3 separate regions of the Mus musculus genome follow, and all the other regions are linked to region 1. The links are chromatin contacts, called in public Hi-C and HiChIP or PLAC-seq maps. All regions are on one chromosome and are shown on one strand. The core of a region is the stretch at or near the end of the contact, and the rest is flanking DNA. Distances in the headings are between cores, read along the strand shown.

What was found. A called contact is a pair of places that touch in the nucleus more often than the background predicts. HiChIP or PLAC-seq counts read pairs in DNA pulled down with a chosen protein or histone mark.
Region 2: an H3K4me3 HiChIP or PLAC-seq map of bone marrow-derived macrophages shows a contact between it and region 1, with 4 times the contacts expected there. The contact joins the promoter of Atg16l2 here to the enhancer-like site in region 1. A contact is called at or near these places in 10 of 39 promoter capture datasets (3T3-L1-derived adipocytes, HPC-7-derived erythroid cells, the SN4741 cell line and 6 more), 1 of 15 datasets of contacts at CTCF or cohesin (CD8 T cells), 6 of 484 Hi-C or Micro-C datasets (B cells, bone marrow, embryonic fibroblasts and 2 more), 29 of 115 datasets of contacts at active chromatin or transcription factors (the 230-238 cell line, the HPC-7 cell line, SST interneurons and 22 more) and 3 of 9 other capture datasets (adipose tissue, liver and pancreatic islet).
Region 3: a Hi-C map of bone marrow-derived macrophages shows a contact between it and region 1, with 41 read pairs. The contact joins two enhancer-like sites. A contact is called at or near these places in 2 of 15 datasets of contacts at CTCF or cohesin (CD8 T cells and the NIH/3T3 cell line), 15 of 484 Hi-C or Micro-C datasets (the 63-12 cell line, the HPC-7 cell line, bone marrow-derived macrophages and 7 more), 10 of 115 datasets of contacts at active chromatin or transcription factors (the 230-238 cell line, CD8 T cells, the HPC-7 cell line and 7 more) and 3 of 9 other capture datasets (adipose tissue, liver and pancreatic islet).

The regions. Positions count from the first base shown.
Region 1 is chr7:101,087,013-101,091,618 of GRCm38.p6, reverse strand. No RefSeq gene overlaps it. Among named protein-coding and RNA genes, the nearest start is that of Fchsd2, 19 kb to the left of the region's middle. Within about 2 kb of position 2,763, at least 50 of the 459 cell types and tissues checked have an H3K27ac peak or open chromatin away from gene starts, as enhancers often do. A contact at or near this core is called in CD8 T cells, SST interneurons, VIP interneurons and 5 more, where this site is marked.
Region 2 is chr7:101,299,551-101,304,156 of GRCm38.p6, reverse strand. Atg16l2 (autophagy related 16-like 2 (S. cerevisiae)) reads left to right here and starts at 2,069. Exons shown (of 18, transcript NM_001111111.1): 1 at 2,069-2,256; 2 at 3,946-4,045. The coding sequence starts at 2,130.
Region 3 is chr7:101,227,803-101,232,408 of GRCm38.p6, reverse strand. All of the region lies in intron 8 of Fchsd2 (FCH and double SH3 domains 2), which reads right to left. Among named protein-coding and RNA genes, the nearest start is that of Gm50587, 28 kb to the left of the region's middle. Within about 2 kb of position 1,913, at least 15 of the 459 cell types and tissues checked have an H3K27ac peak or open chromatin away from gene starts, as enhancers often do. A contact at or near this core is called in bone marrow-derived macrophages and microglia, where this site is marked.

The DNA.
Region 1 (4,606 bases), core at 1,514-4,013:
TAATCCACACACACCTGTGAAGTACCACAGGAAGGAAGATGGTGCTGACTTCTCCATTTCTCTAGCTCATTTTCCTTTCTAACTTACCGTCCCCAAGGATAGGGAAGGCATTAAAGATCAGGTAGTCTCAATAGGGGATGTGGCTTGGTTGACTGAATGCTTGCCTAACATGCACAAAGCTCTGGGTTCAATCCCCAACACTGCATAAATGAGGGAAAGATGTGCACTTTGTAATCTCAGGACTCTGGAGGTGGAATCTGGAGGTCAGAAGTCCAAGGTCATCCCTTGACTACATACCTAATTGGATGGACCAGCTAGAGATCCTGTCAAAATATAATACATGTGCCCGTGTACACACACACAGACACACACACACACAGACACACACACACATACAGAGAGAGAGAGACAGAGACAGAGACAGAGATACAGCTTTGCCCCCTCTAGATCTTTTTATTGGACTAATGCTAGAGGCATACAGTATTTAATTTCTGAAATCCAACAGGCTCTTGACTTTGGACATCATCTGAGGAGAGAGAGAGAGATTCGTAAAGAACCCTACAGAGACAGTTATGGTGGTTCATGCTTAGATATCCAGTACTCTCCAGGTTGTGCCTGTAAGAGGCTACAAGATTTCCACGAGCTCAGAGTCAGCCTGAGCTACATAATGAGTTCTAAACTAGTTTTGACTACAGAGTAAGACCCTGTCAAAAGAATTAAGTGGCATCTCCCAACACTTAGCTTATCTCTGTGAGTTCCAGACGGACCTGGTCTACATAGTGAGTTTCAAGATAGCCAAGACTACATAGTAAGACCCTGTCTCAGAAAATAAAACAAAATAAGATAAAAGCCTACAGAGGTAAGTATGATAAGTGAGATTTCTTGGGGAAGCAGACGAGACCTGTGCCTGGGATCTTGAAACATTGTTAAGTCACCAAGTGGAGAAGTGGGGGAGGGGCAAGGAATAGCCCAACTTGCCAATTAGTGCAATCCATTCTGATGCAGGAGGCCTGATTTCAACACAATTCTTTGCCTTTCCTCAAGTTTTATCAGCTAACAACCCTCCTGGGGGAATTCTATCTATGTAGAATCTATAGTCGGCCCTAGAGCTATCTGGCTTTCTCTCTCCCCACCCGATAGAGAACAACTGCATAGAGAGATAGTGACTATCCAGTGTGGACTGCCGCACTAGTGTGGAGCTCAGAAAACAGCTTTGTGGAGTCGGTTCTGTTCTTCCACTTTCTTGTGGGTCCAGGGGATTGAACTTGGGTCCTCAGTTTTATACAGCAAGTGCCTTTTACTGACTAAGCCATCATGCCAGCCCCATGGAGGCCTTTCTGTAGGCAATGACCATGACCTAAGATAGAACATCTCCTTTCAACTACATCAAATAACTCATTTATTGGCCATGTTGGGGATCAAGTGCTAGGGCTTTCACATGCTAGGCAAGTGTCCTACCACTGAATCACTTTTAACACTCTATTGTTTTGTTCTGCCTTACAATGTTGCTTTTGGATTGTGGCTTAAACCCAGGAACTCTCAAACATACCAGGAAAGTTCCCTACCACAGGGTTTCGTCCCCAGACCAGCTCTCCACTTTTTAAAATTAATTGATTTATTAATTATGTTTTGAGACAGAGACTTACTATTTAGTCCTGGTGGGCCTGGCGATCACAATGTAAACCATTCTGTCCCCAAACTTATAGAGATCTGCCTGCCTCTGTCTCCTTAGGACTGGAACTCAAGGTGTGAGCCACCGCACCCAGCTTTATTTATTTATTTATTTTTTATTTTTTTGAAACGGGGTCTTGCTCTATAACACTGGCTGACCTGCTACCTGCTATGTAGTCCAGGGTAACCCCAAACTCACCACACTCCGGCTTCCTCAGCCTCCCCAGGGCTGCGATTATAGATGTACACTACCATGCCTGGCTCATTTCTCCAATCTAAAAGTCATGAAACTGTAACTACCCCAAAGCCAATGCCTTCCTTGCTCAAGGTCACATAGTGAATTAAGAGAGTGGTTGTTCGCCCCTAGCATCTGGAGCCAGAGGTAAAATTGATATCATTTGTAGAACTAGGCTGGGGCAGGGGTGTTGCTGGAGAGGGATCAAAAAGCTAAGAACGTAGAGCAGGATGCAATCAGGAGGGTGTGGCCTTCTCCCACACCACGAAGCAGAAGAGACAGGAACTCCCAGCAGAGTGGGTGCCAGCTCATTGTTTCAGGATGGCAAGAATTGATGAAGGCACAGTGTCATGGCAGCTGACCCTGGGCTAGAATGCAAAGCTTCTCTCTCCCATTGGGGTCCTATCTACTCATCTCTACTCACTAATGTGACCCCTGGGTGGGATATCTTTCCAGTGCCTTGGAGACTCAGGGTTCCTCTGGTCTCTGTTGTTAGAAGTTTCCAATTGATAAGCTAGGCAGTCAGACTGGACTCAAAGCCCAGGTCTCCAGGCGCCATACAGAAGAGAGGCACCTGGGGAGCGGGTAGAGAGGGTCTTGGACAGGTCTTTGGATATTAGTTTTCTCATCTTTCCCGAGGAAGACCTGGAGTCAGCAGTCTATGAGGTCTGGCCCCCTTTGCTGTGCAAGGGTAGGGAGGTGGGGCTGAGCTCCTGGTGGGCTGGTGGGTGGGAGGCAGAGGAAGTGGCAGGAGCCACCCTAGGCTGCCCATGTCTGTCTGGGCTGACCCATTACAGGCAGGGAAATCACAGACTCAGCGCTCAGACATCTGGGAGGCTCTGGGCAGCCTGGGTATTTTTAGAAGGCCAGACATGCCCAGAATCCTGGGCGTTGCTGAGCCAGAAAATCAAGGAGAACAGCAGAGAGCAAACCAAAAGCAGTGGCCTGAGCCCTGAGATCAGCTGGCCCGGCTTTTCCCAAGATCCCTGCTAGGCCTACTGTATGCACTTGTCCCTTTGATTGTCACTGGATCCTGCTTCCTTTTGCGTATTCAGGTGCAGACCTATGGCACAGTCCAGACCTGCTTAGAGTCCTTGCCCTCCACCAATTTACTTAGGCAGCTATTTGGTACCTTTTCTGGTTCAGATGAACTTCTGGACCCCAGGGACATATAAATGACAGGAGCGATCTTCCCATTGTTTGTGGGTAATGAAAATGCCAGTGTCCTGAGATCACTGTGGGAGAGAAGGAAGTTGGATCTGGAGGAACTCTCAGGACTTCCACAAGAATCAGATAATAATCTAGAGAGGAAAATGCCAACTTCCAGCTGTGGGGCTAACACTGTGGAGTGATTACCAGTCCTTTTCAGACCCAGGCCTTTTCCTCTTATATTGTTTCTGAAACAGGACATTTCAGAGGTGGGGTAGCCAGGTGTGGTGGTACTTGCCTGTAATCCAAGCACCCAGGAGGCTGAAGCAGGAACATAAAGTCTGAGGCCAGCCCAGCCTGAGCTAGAGTTAGTTGAAAGTAAACCTAAGCAATGTAATGAGGCCCTGTCTCAAAAAGGCATCAAGAGAAGGGGGAAGGGCGCAAACAGTGCAATAAAGGGTAACGCAACCCCTTCCCACACTTATCTACCAGAAAACATGCCTAGCTTGCAATGGTAACCGGAAAGAATGGTTGTCCCTGCACCCTTCCCCTAATTTTATCTCCACAAACTTCTCCAGGTAAGTCCACTCCATCACATTGCAGACAAGAACCCAAGTCCTGCAAGGGGCTTCTCTAGCCCAGGTGGACTCTGAGCTATCTGGATCTGCATGTCCTTGTGTGATAGAAAGCACAGGAAGGATACTGCCAGGCTTGTGTTTCAAAGGGAGAGGACTGGGGTGGTGGGTGAGCACAGGGCAGGGGTGCATCCTCCCACCCCACCCTTGCCACAGTTCTGTAGCACAACTGCGTCTTCAGTTTAGACCTGGAATGCCCCTGGGTCTCTTCTCTGTAGCTTTCTACCTAGGATTTTTTCCAGTGTCTCACTAGCTAAAGTTCTCTGCCTTATTTGTGATATCTGTGACTTTTCTACCTAAATTATTAAATTTGCTACTTGTACTATAATGATGACCTAAGCAAATTAATAAAACATTCTGGCTAAATGCAGAGTGTCTCACCAAGAGGGTTCTTCTTTGTCAACACCCATGGCCAGCCTTATCAGCAAGCTGGGGCCATCTCCTAAGGTGACTGCCTGGCAGCATCTTATATGGAAACTTATCAAGTTTGAGACTTCCTGCTCTAGCCAAAGGGATTGCTTCTTCCCTGCGAGGTGCTGCTATGAGGTCTGTTCCCAAGTCACTGAGCAACCTTTGAGTCTCTCAGTCTGGGTCTGAGATTCTTCACTGTAAAATAGAAAATGGAGCTAGGCAAAACCTACAGCCCCTTCTGGTTCCAACACACTAGGATTTCACATTGCAATGGAGTCATTTTTCCATATTCTCCTTGGGTCCCCTGGCTGACCTGGGTACCGTCGTGGGGAACTAAAGGCAGAAAAGTGGTGTTTCTAGGAGGCCGGGTGTCTGCCAGGTATGAAGGGAACAGCTCAGAGAAGGTTAGGATCATCAGGAAGAAAGCCATGAGCTGGACATTGTGAGTAGAGACCCAGCCCCAGCTGTTCAGGATCACTTCCAGGGGTGGAGCATCCTGAGCTCC
Region 2 (4,606 bases), core at 820-3,319, 210 kb before region 1:
GAGACCTGGAAGTATGTCACCATACTCTTTGATTCCCCTACCATTCAAAGATGACAAAACTAGTTTAAAATTTGGAGCAGCATTTTGTGAGTCCAAAAGGCATTAGGTGTGCTGAAAAGATGGCTCAGTGGTTAAGAGCAGTTAATGTCTGAGGCACTAGCTGAGGACATGAGTGAGTTTCCCAGCACCCACATTAGTAGTCAGACTGGCTCTAACTTTAATTCCAGGGGTTCTGATGCACCTGCACTCGTGCACGTGCACACACACATACCCACACATGTGCGCGCCTAAAAAGAAATCTTTTACAATTATTAAAAAACCTGCCACAACATGACTTCCTACCTAAAGATGCAGCACACTGTGTAGGACCTGGGGATTGGGGGGGGGGGGCTGTTGTCACAGAAGCCTCAGGCCCCAGGAAGTGCTTCTGGATATGATGTGTGAGCAGAGCCAGACTTCCAGCAGGAATACTGGGCACAGTACAGTGCAAAGGCAGGGGGTATCCAAGACAGACACAAGGGGGACTGAGGCCAGTTTGTAGTGTTTTGAGATAGAGTCTTGTTATGTAACCCAAGCTGGCTTGGAACTTACTATGTACCCCAGGCTGGCATCAGTGCTGGGATTACAGTCATGGGCCATTATGCTCAGCTTCACTATAGCTTCACCGAACAACAGATACATATTCCCCTGGGGTGTCACTTGCCTTTACTGTTTTTCAAGTCCTGTAACAGACCCCCAACTTGAGACCCCAGTATCTCAAGGCTTGTCCCCTGCAGGGCCTAGAGGGCTTCCTGATATTGCCTTTTCCCTCCCATCGGTTTATTTCTTAGGGATAACCAGGTCTGCCTTCCCTAGCTAAAAACAGGGCTTGAAGCTGAACCTTCCTCAGTATGTCATATTGTAAGGCTAGGCCCACTGAGTCTCTCCTGTCATTCTTTTTTTTTTTTTTTAAAGATTTATTTATTTATTATATGTAAGTACACTGTAGCTGTCTTCAGACACTCCAGAAGAGGGAGTCAGATCTCATTACGGGTGGTTGTGAGCCACCATGTGGTTGCTGGGATTTGAACTTCGGATCTTCAGAAAAGCAGTCGGGTGCTCTTACCCACTGAGCCATCTCACCAGCCCTCTCCTGTCATTCTTTACCACAGCCTGTATCTGCAGAATTCTTTGCTAGAGACAATTTCATTACAATTCCCCGTGAGCCCAGATTCACTGTCAAATGTACCCACAAGAGATGTCTGTGCTGTCCAAGAGAGGCAGCAGATAGGCCCTGAGTTAGAACTCTGGGTTGCTGGCTAGCTCAGCTCCCTACTACACACAGCTGCAAACGAGGAAGCCTCTTCTCTCCTCTGAGCCTGGGGTTTTCCAGATAAACGGAGTCTTTTCTTAGAGCCCTAAATTTTGCTACCAACTGGACCTCTAAATCTTGCTCCTCCCACGGACAGTTCTGCGTCCTGTCCTAACAACTCTGAAGCGCTGGACCTTGAATCTAGGCCCCCGCGCAGGGTTAGCAAAAACCCTATCGCTGAGCTACTCCCAACGCCCGCCTGCATTGGAAATTTTCATGTCATCAGACCATGTCTACTTGTTCTTTCCAGAGCTTAAGAGTCCTTTTGTCTCCGCTCCCTCTGGGTAACGGTCTTAGTTGGTCCTTCATAAACCCCCACTCAACTGTCACCTTGTAGGTGACAGTGGGGCTCCTTCAGGCAGTCTTCTCTCTTAGACTGCTTGTGCCTGGTGCTTGTCTCTGTACAGCCCCTGGTGGTAGGGTCTCCCCTTCCGGGGTAACTTAGTGAGTTCTGCATCCTCAGCTTCTGACACTGGTCCAGGCACCAAGAGGTTAAGGAAGGCGACCTTGAGGCCCCGCCCTGGACGCGCCCACAGGCGACAGGGAGGCTTCAATCCCTGCTGCTTACTCCGGGACAGAAACGCACACCTCTGGGACTGAGGGTTTTTGCTGGGCCGCAGCAGCACCTGCTTTGAGGTGTCCAGATCTCCCCGACAAAAGCGCTTGGTACAGCCCGGGGATTCCCCGCTGCTGCCGCCCTGACGTCATGGAGTCCCCGGGAGGCTCCGCCCCCCTGCTCGGGCTGGAGCTTTGCGCGGCCGCTAGGGACTCGGCGGCCATGGCAGGACCTGGCGCCCCCTGCGATCCCTGCGCGCCCGCCGCTGTCTGGAAGCGCCACATCGTGCGGCAGCTGCGGCATCGGGACCGCACGCAAAAGGCGCTCTTCCTGGAGCTAGTGCCGGCTTGTGAGTGCGTCCCTGGGGGCTCGGGGATGACTGGCTTTGAGGAGGTGGGACTCCCCGCTCGGGGAGAGGGCTTGTCCCGCCACTCGACTTGTGACTCAGGGCAGCGGCGCCGTCACGGTTCCCGAGGGCTTTGCGTCTTGGAACCTGTTACGCCCCTCTCCGCATTGGCTTGCCTGCTGTTTCCAGCTCTGGTGCTGCTTAGCCCCAAAGACTCAGCTCTGCCTCCCTTGAGCATCCTAGACACAAGCTCTGTCTCAGTGATGGTTTTGTCGAGTCCTTCTTTCAGGCCGTCCCTAGGGCAAGGCCTGGTCAGTCCATTTGGTCCCAGAGCCCAGTTAAAGAAGGCAGGCGTGGCCAGAACAGCCACGGTAGCTGAAAGGAAGGAGCGAAAGTCTCTGGTAGGTTCTGGTACGGATAGGTTATACTGGCGTACGTTCGTGGAGTACCTCAGTGCCTAGCGGATCGTAGCTCGAATGGGGCTCCGGGTTCCTTTAGGTTGTTTGTCGCGCGGCGGAAGTTAAATTCTCATGTGGTTATTTCTGGGCACTTTGGCTAGGAGGAGGAGATGTGTGCACTCCATCCGAGGAACACTGGAGTGCATCTGTATTTACTGCCTTTTGGTGGACTGTGATTGTGTGTTTGAGGCTGAAAGTCTAACCATACTCCCTACTTCTTCCTCACTTGGTGCTAATTTTGATGCACCCACGCAATCAAATTTGTTTTCCTTGGAACTTTGTGAGGGCTGGCCCTCTCTTGGGGTTGGATACCTCTACCTCCAGACAACCCCACTTCTCCAACTGCTCTGATGGGCAGTGGGACTATCGGTTTAAGGGAGGGACCACCCAGGAGAACTGCAAGACTGGGAACCTAGAGACCCAGGTCTGTGGTTTGGGGTAATTCAAGTCCTTTACCTCAGATTTCTTACTTGCAAATGAGGCACATTGTGACCTTGTATGCCGGGGTAGGGGTGCTTGCAATGCCTTGTGGTCTCAGGTAGTTTTGAGAATTTGTCAGGGTCCAGGAACCTCAGACAGAGAAGGAAGGGAGGTGAGGATCTGGCCTGAGGTTAGCAGCCTCAGTCTGCCTGGAATTGGTTTAAAACAAAACAAAACAAAACAAAACAAAACAAAACAAAACAAAACAGCTGGAAGGAATGTGGGTGAGGGGGTCCAAGGTCTAACCACCTATCTTGGGAAGATTTGTTCGATAATTGCTCAAGGGCTTTCAATATTGACCTGGGGGAAGCTGTTGCGTGGAAGTGAGAATTACTTAACTGTAAACCTTGAGGTCTTGGAGGGGAAGCGACTTGCTGGAGGCCATACACAGGTGGTTTTGTTTATTTCAACATGCTCTGGGTCCAGACTTTGTCCCTGGCAGAGGTGAACTAATCCCAGGCCCCTTGCTTTCCTTCTGTTCTCTCTTCAAGTGCTACCTAGCCATGTTTGTCCCCAGCATTGGTGGTCTTTCTGTCCTTGTCTCCTGGGTGGGCTTGTGGGCCTGTGCTGTGATGAGGCTTTGCCAGATACAGATATTCCCCCAGGAAGGGGCAGAGCCCAGCCTTCAGAGGCTTCTTTATTCCCAAGACCCCTGGGCTCCTGCAGCCATCCCAGTATGAGGTAGCTTGTATGTCGGGAGTTTGTTGGCAAGCGGCTCTGCCTTTGCCACAGGCTCACCCTTTTGCATCCCCAGATAACCATCTCCTAGAGAAGGCTGAACTGCTAGCCAAGTTCTCAGAAAAGTTGAAGTCCGAACCAAAGGATGCCATCTCCACCCGACATGAGGACTGGAGGTGAGTTGTCTGTGAGTGATCAGAGCTGCTTGTGCCTGCCTCTTTGCTGTGCTCAGCCTTGGCACCTCATCAGTCTGTAACTCCTGGGGATGTGAGCGAGGGCAGTGGAGGCCTCTTGAGTCCTCCCCAAGCTGGCTGCTTACCTTAATATCTTTAACCCCGACGCTTCTCTGTGCATTTGTCTCCTGTCCAATCCTGTTCTCGTGTTTCCCCCTTCTGAGTCTTGTCCCTCTTCCTGTTCCTTACCTGATAACTTCAAAAAGAGGCTTGTTACCTATTCCAAAGAGCAGGGAATGGGTTGGAGACAGAACTAAGAGGATGTAGCCCAGGTAGGCTGGAAATGACCTTGAATTCCTGGCTTTCCTGCCTCTCTCCGGTTGGGATTACAGGTGTGTGCCAGCTTATCACACCAGGCTCTCCTTGGTCTGTTTATGTGCTACTTGTATGTGCATCTGTGGAGGCCAGAGGTTGGCATGTGTCTTCCTTAATTGTGTTTCACCTTAGTTTTAAAGACAAGGTCTTACACTGAACCTATAGCTAGCGGACTCAACTTTCTCAGCT
Region 3 (4,606 bases), core at 664-3,163, 140 kb before region 1:
ACAATTCTGATTTTTTTTCCCCGCTGTGCTGCAGAATCTGGGGATCCAACTCAGATTGTTAGGCCTGCACACAAGTGCCTCTACCCACTTAGCCATCTCACTGGCCCACCCTTAGCTTTTGACCCTTTAGTTTCCACCTGAGATTCCAGGTATGTGCTGCCACACCTGGTTTATACAGTAATAGAAACTGAACTGCTGGCCAAATAGTTCACTAACTGAGCTACATCTCCAGCCTCTGCTTCATACATCTCAGTTGGAGTCTATTTCTGATTTCAAATGGCAATAACTCTTTATGTATTGTATATAGCAGAGTTTTGCAAGATAAATAATTTGTAAATATTTCCTTTCATTTTATGGGCTGCTCTTTTCACTTTCTCAAGTATCTTTTGAAAAACGTGTTTTAAACCAAGTGGTGGAGGGATACATCATTAATCCCAGCACTTTAATCTCAGGGAGAGGCAGGGGATCTCTGAGTTCAAAGCCAGCCTGACCTACAGATTGAGTTCTAGGACAGTCAGGGCTAAATTATGATATCTAACATTGTTCTTCTTTCTTTTATTCCTTGAATGTTATTTATTTATTTTATTCCTTGTATGTTAGTATGTTATTTATAAGAATCATGTATATAAATTTTACAATAATTATTTTTGTACTTTGTGTCTGGCTTTTACATCAAGCTTTTAATATAAAATTGACTTGAAATAAAACAAAACCTGTCCCCGAAGCAGAGTAATAGTGCTGAATCTTCTTTTACCACTAGATGGCACCATTGAGTACTATAAACAGGCAGTGCAAATAAATGCCTTAAATATATTTAAAAAATTTTAATTAGATATTTTCTTTATTTACATTTCAAATCTTATCCCCTTTCCTAGTTTCCTCTCCAAAAATCTCCTATCTCCTCCCCCCCCCCCCCGCTCCCCAACCCACCCACTCCAACTTCCTGGCCCTGGCATTCCCCTATACTAGAAATGCCTTAAATATAAACTTCAAATAGTTATGAACATTTTGGACACTGTAGTGTGTTGAGATGGAATTAAAATTTCTACCTTAAATCATGATTTTCATGAATTTGTTTTAAAAAGAGACATGTTTTCTGATATGAAGTTTTTGACTTAGAAATATTCTTAGTAGCTCATCCTAATAATCTTGTTTGGAAGAAATAGCTCATTTTACCTATATACAAGACATGATAATATAGGTATCATGAACAAGGCGTGCAGTTTAAGGTGAACTATATTCCTATGTAGTCTGAATGATATTGCTATTGAGTGTCAACTGTACTTAGGCATTATACTAGCTATCTGAGTATGAGTACCAGAAAACAGGGAAGAAAGGAAAGAAATCAAAGCTTTTTAACAGTTAACTAGCAGTGCTAGTGATCAAACCTTTGCACTTCGCACATGCAAAGTGTACACTCTAACACAGAGCTATACTGCTAACCTACCAAGTTCTTTTGTTATTTCTTAGCAATTTCCTATTCCAGTTATTTCTGCCAACCCATTTCCTTTCAAGATAGTATTACATAGCCCTGGGTGGTCTGAATCTCACTATGAATACCAGGCTAGTCTCAAATTCACAGAGATCTGCCTGACTCTGTCTCTGGAGTGCTCAGATAAAAGGTATATGTAACCATGCCTGGTCCTGACATCCCACTTCGCACTGCATCAGGGAGGATACCCCTGACTTGTATTTTATATGACTGACTATTCAACACTCTTCCCTGGCCAGGCATTATGTTCAGGATAGGTTTTGTTTGTTTTGAACTTTACCACTGACCGAATAGTTTGGACATGGCTTCTGTCTGACCCCTTGTTCACCTGTTTGCCATTTCCCTTCCCTGCAACACTTTCCCTAAACTAAGCCTCTCTGAGCTCTACCAGCACTTCTCTTGCCTCTGAGCTCACATGTCACATGTCACAGGCCCTTTCCTCATCCTCTCTCCCTGCCTTGCTCATTATCATTCAGCCTTAAGGGCTTCTCTTGATCGCTGTGAACTCTGGATGGTTCTTGTCTTTTTACCTCGTGGCTTTATCTTGTGCTTCTGACGCTTGCCTGTCCTTCTTTTGGTTATTGAACTCTATGAACAGGAAGGGCCATGCCAGTCTGTTTAGCATTGAATCTTGAGGGTCAAACATGGAGCCTGAAATACTGACAATGTTCAGCAAATAACTGTTTGATAAGTAACGTATTGGATCAGAATTTATAGGTTTAAAACTATGGGTGAATCCACATTAGCCCTCATGACTGAAAAGCCTGATGGTATTACAGCAAAAGAGAAGCAACTGAGTTCACAAACTGTACGATGTGGAAGGTCCTAAACTTAAAAAAAAAAAAGTGTGTGTGCACTAAATAAAACGTTGCCTTCTTTTTCCCTTTTATTATTACAAAATAACTATAGTTTATATCAACCATATTCCAAACTCTGTCTTTTGGTTATATTATAAGAAAAACCTTGATTTGCACTGATAATTGATTATAAATAATTAATACTTTGCCTTCCTATATTTTTATTCCTCTTCAACACAGATCAAAAGCCTTATAGTAGACTGCTGAGACCCTACTGTCTTGGGTCCTGAAACCCTGACTAGGGATGGTGAGGGAATGAAGAAAGGACGCACAGACAACACACAGCAAAGCAGGGGTCAGATGGGGTACTACTACTTGCTACCGTGGGCAACTCAGAACCTCAGTGTGTTTTTTAGGGACTGGACGTGGGGAGGGGCTAGTCTTGTAAACAGCAGTCAGGCTGAGGCTGTAAATATCTGGGAGGAGGGAGCTTCAGTTGCTGCTTTCAGAGGTCACTTCCTTACACACAAGACTCTGGAGGAAAGCTTTTCCCTCTTGAACCTGGCCCACATGGCAATGGCTTTGACAATTTCCCATGGGTCCAAGGCCTTGGAGACCTTGGCATGGCTGTGCCCATGTTGACACTACACATTCACCCAGGACTACACACACTCAGGGCTTCCTCTGCTTCCTATAGTAGACAATTTTTTATTTTAAAGTTGATCAAGCAAATACAAATGATAATATGTTTCTTAAATTTTTAAAGTAAAAACTATTCTTAAAAATTATTTTTAATTATTTGTATCTGTGGATGCTCATGGAGACTAGGGGTATCAGATCCCCTGCTTGGAGCAGGCAACTGTAAGCAGCCTAATGCAGGTGCTGGCATGTGTACTTGGGTCCTACTGTGCCATCACCCTGTTCCCTTAAAGTAAGAACTATTTAAATGGTAAACGATAGGAGAAGCAAAACTCTGAAGGTGTGACATGGGCATACATAGTGATGGTTCATGTGAATAGTAATTTACGTGCTCTGTATGACTTCCTGGATTGCCTCTAATACTTAAAACTTTAGTAGGTAAGTCATCCAAGTGTATCTTTCAAAACTTTTGACTATTTAATATGAGTTTTCAGTGGCTTTTAAAATTATTTTATGTGTATCAGTGTTTTGGCTGCATGTATCTATGTGTACTATGTGCAAGCCCAGTGCCCACGGAGATCAGAAGAAGGTGATGGAACTCCTGAGACTAAAATTACATACAGATGGTTGTGTGCCACCATGTAGGTGCTGGGAATCATGCCAGGGTCCTCTGTAAGATCAAGAAGTGTTCCTAACTGTGGAACCAACTATTCATCCCCTTAATACAAATATTTAGGAAAAGAATTCTGTAATACTTAAATTGAGAAACCATAAGCCTTAAGTCAGGACATAGGAATAGTCCAACGGCATTTAAAAACCCAAAAGCACTGAATTTGAATGTCTTTAAGCAGCTGTGTTTCTTTGTGGTTAGCTAGAGACTAAATGGAAATGTTTCTCTACATATTCTTTCTGTTTTTTTTTTTTTAACTCATTCTATTTGCATGGTCTTTAACATCTATTGAGTATGGAATACAAGTTCATAAGGGCAAGTATTCAAATAGGAAGGGAAAAGGGGGGCATCATAAAGACAAAATGAGAAATGGAATTCTAGTGTCCTCTACTCAACATGTGCTTTACAGGAAAAGTATGAATTTCTTGGAACTTGCTCAAGAGGAAAGTTATGATGAGCTAGGAATTAGGAGAAAAAAACATGTCGTTTTTTTTCTAAGCATTTGATGTAATTTCCCCTTAAGAGAGAACTTTAAACAGTGGCCTCCTTATTTAGATTCAGGAAGGTCAGACTCTGTACTCAGCATTACCCTGAGATCTTCCTTCAAGCTGACTAGAAAAACAAGCTCCTCTTTTTCTGAGACCACTGGACATTTCTAAAATAGTGCTGGGCAAAAGTCAAGGAAATAAATATCAAGATGATAAATGTAAGATAGCTTAAAATTAAATCATGAAATCCTTCAGTCCTCCTCTGCTGACACTGGAAGAAAAACACTGATAGTCAACTTGCTTTTATCTGTTTTCAGAAGTCCCCAAATTGTAACAGTAAATAAAAAAAAATTAACCTTTTATAAATCTAAAATCTAAAGAAATTAAAGCAAGTCCTGGGCTGCATTTCTTAAGTGTAAATATCTTAGCCCATGACTCAATCTGCCGAGTGATATGAAGTAAAATTAGAAATACCTTATCTAGTTTTATACTTGGTCATTTCACTTAAAAGCTCTGAGTT